2 separate regions of the Mus musculus genome follow, and region 1 is linked to region 2. A link is a contact called in public HiChIP or PLAC-seq data. All regions are on one chromosome and are shown on one strand. The core of a region is the stretch at or near the end of the contact, and the rest is flanking DNA. Distances in the headings are between cores, read along the strand shown. Region 1 has its middle 89 kb from the start of Esr1. Region 2 overlaps Mthfd1l (methylenetetrahydrofolate dehydrogenase (NADP+ dependent) 1-like).

The links. HiChIP or PLAC-seq counts read pairs in DNA pulled down with a chosen protein or histone mark.
Region 1: a FOXA1 HiChIP or PLAC-seq map of pancreatic cancer cells shows a contact between it and region 2. The contact joins two enhancer-like sites. A contact is called at or near these places in 1 of 39 promoter capture datasets (neutrophils) and 1 of 115 datasets of contacts at active chromatin or transcription factors (pancreatic cancer cells).

Annotation. Positions count from the first base shown.
Region 1 is chr10:4,620,092-4,622,987 of GRCm38.p6, forward strand. It overlaps a transcript of Esr1 not described here. Among named protein-coding and RNA genes, the nearest start is that of Esr1, 89 kb to the right of the region's middle. Within about 2 kb of position 1,545, at least 113 of the 459 cell types and tissues checked have an H3K27ac peak or open chromatin away from gene starts, as enhancers often do. A contact at or near this core is called in pancreatic cancer cells, where this site is marked.
Region 2 is chr10:4,106,519-4,109,269 of GRCm38.p6, forward strand. Mthfd1l (methylenetetrahydrofolate dehydrogenase (NADP+ dependent) 1-like) reads left to right here. Exons shown (of 28, transcript NM_172308.4): 26 at 1-11. Among named protein-coding and RNA genes, the nearest start is that of Gm25515, 3.6 kb to the left of the region's middle. Within about 2 kb of position 1,478, at least 136 of the 459 cell types and tissues checked have an H3K27ac peak or open chromatin away from gene starts, as enhancers often do. A contact at or near this core is called in pancreatic cancer cells, where this site is marked.

The DNA of each region.
Region 1 (2,896 bases), core at 295-2,794, 510 kb after region 2:
AAAACCTAGGGCCGTTCCCCTCCCCCTTCCCCTTCTCCTCCCCCTCCCCTCTTCTCCTTTTTACTCTCTTCCCCTTCCTTCTTCTTCCCCTCACTCCCCTTCCTCCTTCTGTTCTCTCCCTTCTTCCCACCCCTTCCCCTACAATTTTCCTTCCCAGATATATATCGAATCCAGGGTCTGGCATCCTGATGGAGGTTGCTCTACCACAGAGCCACGCCCCCTTCAGGCTTGGCTGAAGCATCTTTACCTGCTATCAGGGAGACTCACCGCCTTGCTTACAATACAGACTGCCTGCCCTAAATAGAGATCCCTACCCTCAGTGTTTTTTTTTTTTTAAAGCTTTTAAATTGTATTTTTCTCTCTCACAGCTTTGCAATAGCTGTTAGTAAGCAAAAAAAACATTCCCTTCTTCGACGTTATGACCCTTTTCTTCTACTGCTAATTGAATGGCGTTGATAAGGAGCAACATGTGAATTCATGTTTAACCCTAAAATGGGGAGCAGACGTATGTATTTCCAGTTGCTACTTAATAATGGCCTTTCAGTAATTAAGAGCCTTCTCCTCTGAACGTAATTATTCAAAGGGACAGTGGAAGCTTTGTAAAAGAATGTATGCCCATGTAAGCAGGCGAAAAGTCATTTCACATGTATTGTGGACACCAGTCGTAACATGTTTTACTTAAAAGTTAGAACTGAAAAGGTCTTACTGACTTCCAAATCCATTTCTCACTTCCTCCATTGAGCATTTTGAACCAGCTCACAGCCCTTTTGGAAAGCCAGGTCTCTGTTACTACAAATGTCCACATTGTCTGCCCTGCCAGCTGCGTTCGTTAGCAGTTTTCTCCAGTAGCAGGCCATGTGATATAAAATATCGAACGTCCTCTGGCTTGTAAATATCATGTTAACCTTCAAAGCGTTCGAAAGCGCAGGAAATCTGAGTCAACAGAATAGTATGTAAGTTTATTTTTATAGAACCTGCCTGAACTGCAAGGGAGGGGCGGGGCGTGGACCCAGGCCTGCCTGCCAATCTGCGCTGCCAGTGAACTAAGCCTGATCCCACTGAGAGCCAGGCCAGCGGGCTTCGGTCAACTTGCTGACTTCCTACTTGCAGAACTGGGCAGTTCCGGGGAAGCACTTTCAGGAAATCTTCCGTTGACACCGTGTCTGTCCAACTGTGTAGGAAATGAAGGGTTCTAGCAAAGTTTTTACTCAGTGACTAATCAAAATATTAGATAATTTTGCTAAGCTGGAGCTTAGTCACTATCCTCAGAAGTGCTGTGGGACTTGTCCGGCAAGTCTTCAGGTCTATCTGATCAACCGTCCTCAGGCACAAGGGACCTTCTTAGCCCCTGCCTGGAAGGACGTGGCCGACCCCGGGCTGTTTAGGAGCACATACCCACTCCCCCACACCCCCAGCTCCTCTGGCTTATTAGTTTAGACAGTTAGGGTTCTAATCCCACTATGAGGAGTCTGAGCAGTGGTGAATCTGCCCTCCCGAAACCTCTGTGGCCTTGTGGGGATGGCTGCCGGTTGGCGTTTCCAGGAAGACAGCGCCTGCAGCTATTTGCCAACTCCATGTTGGCAGCTGGTTTGATTCCTCTTTTGGATAGCAAGAACAGCATGATGAAGAAAAGGCAAAGGGGAGGGCTTGGCAAACAACGTGTCCTTCATCTTGATGGGGATTGCAATGTGCAAAGTAGGTTGCCAGCCATACTGTTTCCAGTACAGTTTCCTTCCCCCCCTCTCCTCCCCATGTCCCTCCCCCTTTCTCTCTCTCTCCCTTTTCCTCTCTTCTTCTCCCCTCTTTCTCATCTCTGTCCCTCTCCCCCTCCCTCTCCTCTCTTCCTCTCTCCCTTTCCCCTCTCTTCCTCCTTTCTCCCTTCTCTCCTCCCTCCCTCCCTCCCTCCCTCCCTCCCTCCCTCCCTCCCTCCCTCCCTCCCTCCTGTGTGTGTGTGTGTGTGTGTGTAGTCTATGAACATGTCTGTATGGATATGTGTGTCAGTACCATACCTATGCATGAGGAGGTCATCTTAGTTTTTGAGAGGAAGTCTCTCACTGAATATGCATCTCACTGTAATGGTTAGAATGACTGACCAATGGGCTCCAGGGGCCAGGCCACCTCTGCTTCTTAGTGCTGAGATTGCAGACTCTGCACACATCCTTTGTGGGTGTTGGAGATGAGAACTCATGTCCTGTGTGACAAGGCCTTTAGCCGCAAAGCCATCTTCCCTGCCCTGTAGTTGTGTGTTTCTATGCACGTGACAGTCTCTGCAACGACTTCTATTTTTCTTCTAACTTTTTTTTCTACTTTTGAAGTCCTGGATTCAAAATTGATTAATTCCAGAAAGTGGGGTTGTTGCTAGGATTTTGATACAAGTCTGAAAATCAACCAACCAACCAACCACCAACCAACCAACCAACCAACCAACCACCAACCAACCAACCAACCAACCAACAACCAACCAACAACCAACCAACCAACCAACCACCAACCAACCAACTGACCAAAACCCACCAGGACTTGGGATACCATTGAACGCATCTCCCCGAATAACTGCCATTTCTCTTCTGTCACCAGAATCATCCCTCTTCGTGTTTGTTGGGGCTAAAAAATAACCCAGATCTTCTCTCTCCCACTCTTGCGTGCATTTATCTGTTAATGCTAAATTCTATTCTTAAGTAGAAACTCTAAAGGGCTGAAAAATAACATTTGAAGTGTATGTCAATAGATTAGCATGGAGCCCACCTGTGGGTCTGCTTCCTCCCCACTCTTTTAAAGCCAGCTTCCTGTAGGTACAAGGCAGTTCTTTAAAGTCCTGTTTTTCTCTTTGCTAGATGTGAGTTGTCAAATAGTTAACACCAGAACCAGGCTTTTATCACAGTGACAAATACCCTGA
Region 2 (2,751 bases), core at 228-2,727:
TGGTGGGAACGGTGAGTACCAGACCTCAAAGCTATTCCTAGTTTGTGTTGCTGTCACGTCTTAATCATGCTCTGCCAACTCTACGAATCACACAGCAGGATGGAATTGACAATTTTTGCTGGTTTTCTAAGCACTCTTCCACCAATAACAGGGTGAAAATACACCTCTGCCATCTCGGGCCAGGCCCTTCTATTTTCAGATCATGTGTTCAGGAGCCACAGAGGCATAAAGTGAATTTCCTTCTGGGAGAGAGAAGAGAGTGAGTGGTCTCAAGATCTGTCTGCTGACTCAGCAGCAGTGTGGCCCAGTGACCGACTTCTGCTGCAACTCAGAGTTACGATATTGTATTTCTATGGGCAAGTTGGGGCTGGCTGCTCACAGTAGCCAGGACCCTAACAGCTACCCCAGGGGTGAGGGGGAATCAGTGGCCCACCCTCTGTTTCCTTCTTCAACACATCTTGTGTGTCCCTTTGGGATGACATTACACATACATCTTATTCCCAACATGTTATTGAAAAGTATGAAATAATATAAAATTGTCAAGTGGGGACATTTCACATTTAAACATAAAAGGAAACATTTTAGTGTAGTGGCTTTCAGGAGTCACACTATTATTAAGTAAAGTATTAGAAAAAGCCAGTGGTGTATACCTTTAATCACAGTATTGAGGAGACAGAGGCAGACAGACCCCTGTGTGTCCGAGACTAGTCAGTCTAATCTACATACTGAGTCCGTGCTCTATATAGTGAGACCTTGTCTTATGTGTGTGTGTGTGTGTGTGTGTGTGTGTGTGTGTGAGTGAGAGAGAGACAGAGAGAGACAGAGGGGGGGTGAGAGAGAGAGAGAGAGAGAGAGAGAGAGAGAGACCTTGTGACCCTGAACATAGGGAAGAAGCTGATTGGTAGACAGAATTGAGTCTAGTGTTAGCTCATTTGAAAGGTTGTCGGGACATAGGAAATAAGTCTCTTAGAAACATAGATGAAGCCAGGAAGATGGTCCTGTGGTGAATCTCCCACCCCACCCCACCCCCACCTCCATGGCCAGGCTAAGACCAAAGCTGTCCTGTAAAATCAGCGTGGACTCTTTCCCCCAGCCTGTTCCTGGGCCTGGCTCTCTGACTTATGACCTGTAATAAATGAATGCATGGAACAGTCCTGGAGCAGCAGCAGCTACTCACAGGTTTCCTGGAGTGAGCCATCAGTGACGTTATCTCAACGCAGAAGTTCCCCTGGTGGCTGCTCTCAGGGACAGAGGGAGTGTCCCTGCCTGCCCGAAATCAGGCCTGAGGAATCAGGAAGGAAGTGAGGCCTAAGTAAAGGGGGTCCAGGAAGGCAGGACACTGTCACTTGGAGGCACTCTGTGACAGTACAGGAAGCCATATGCAAGCTGGGCAAATTCCCCCAGGAGGCCAGGATCTCCTAATAAGGGTGGAATTTACTTTCTTTGTCCGCACTCTGGGCCCTCCCACAGACTTGCTGGAATGCATCAAGCATTCATCACTCCTCTGAGAGACATTGTGGTAACTTCCTGGTGGGATGACTAAGGAGAAGGAATGGGGGGTGGGGGGCGGGATGACACTCAGGGAACTGACCCCTGCAGGTGGGAAAATTCTAGCTGGATGAAGCAATGTTATGCTTAGTCATTCCACATTCAATTGCTATCAGGCATCGGAGATACTGAGATACAAGGCTAACCTCCAATCCCCACTCCCTGACGTCCACAATCAGAACTGTTCTCCATTCTTCAATAGAATTCATTCATTCATTCATTCATTCTCTTATTCAGCAAGTCATTAATGGTACCTCCAGCATGCATGGGGAAGAACGCGGTCCCTTACCTCCCGTGTGGGTTTCTGGTACAGAGACTCTGGTAAATAAATGTCCAACATGGACAGAACACTGTGAGCTTTAGAACACAGGGGCAGGTCCCCTCTTGGTGTGTCCTGAAGGCAGGCAGATAGCCCTTCTGTACCTCTGCTGCTGCTTAAGTCTTGAAAACAAAGAATTCCAGCATAAGCCAGTCCACCCGCGAGTGGTAACTGGGGTCAGCTTGACTGGTGTTGGGAAATCACATGGGGAATGCTGGAAAGGCGTCACCTCTTTGTCCTTCTGGGTATTAGCGGCTGGACACCTACCTGAACTTCCTTCCTTGCCTAGCTGTCGCCTGTGTTTTTGGGGCTGAGCTGTCACATCGCATTCTGTTTGGTAATTGCTTTAATTGGTGCTGATTAACACTTTCTAATGGCTAGTGTGGAGGCTTCTCTGGCCCATTTCACCTCCCCACGATTGATTTTTTTATAGAAACCCCTCGGCTCACCATCCCGAAGACTTTCTGGATGTGTGAGGGTAGCCAAGTATTTTTTCTACAGTCACTTTCTTTGTCCCTATGTAAAAATGCATTCCTGGGCTGGCAAGATGGCTCAGTGGATAGAGATGCTTGCTACCAAGTCTAACAACATCCCAAGTTTAATCCCAAGGACCCATATGGTAGGAAGAAAGACCCTGCTCCTAAAAATTGTCCACAGAATGCCACACATGCATGCACACACCCATACACAAAATTAATTATTGTAAAAGAATTTAAGGAACGTATTCCTGGGTGCCCCTGCTTCTTTAGGATGACATTACATATACATATTCTCCCCAACATATTATTGAAAATTACGAAATAATAAAAGATTGTCAACTGGTATAGTGCACACCTCAGTGCCTCTTTTCCTAAGAAATCATTTGCCAAATGCATTTTTTTTTT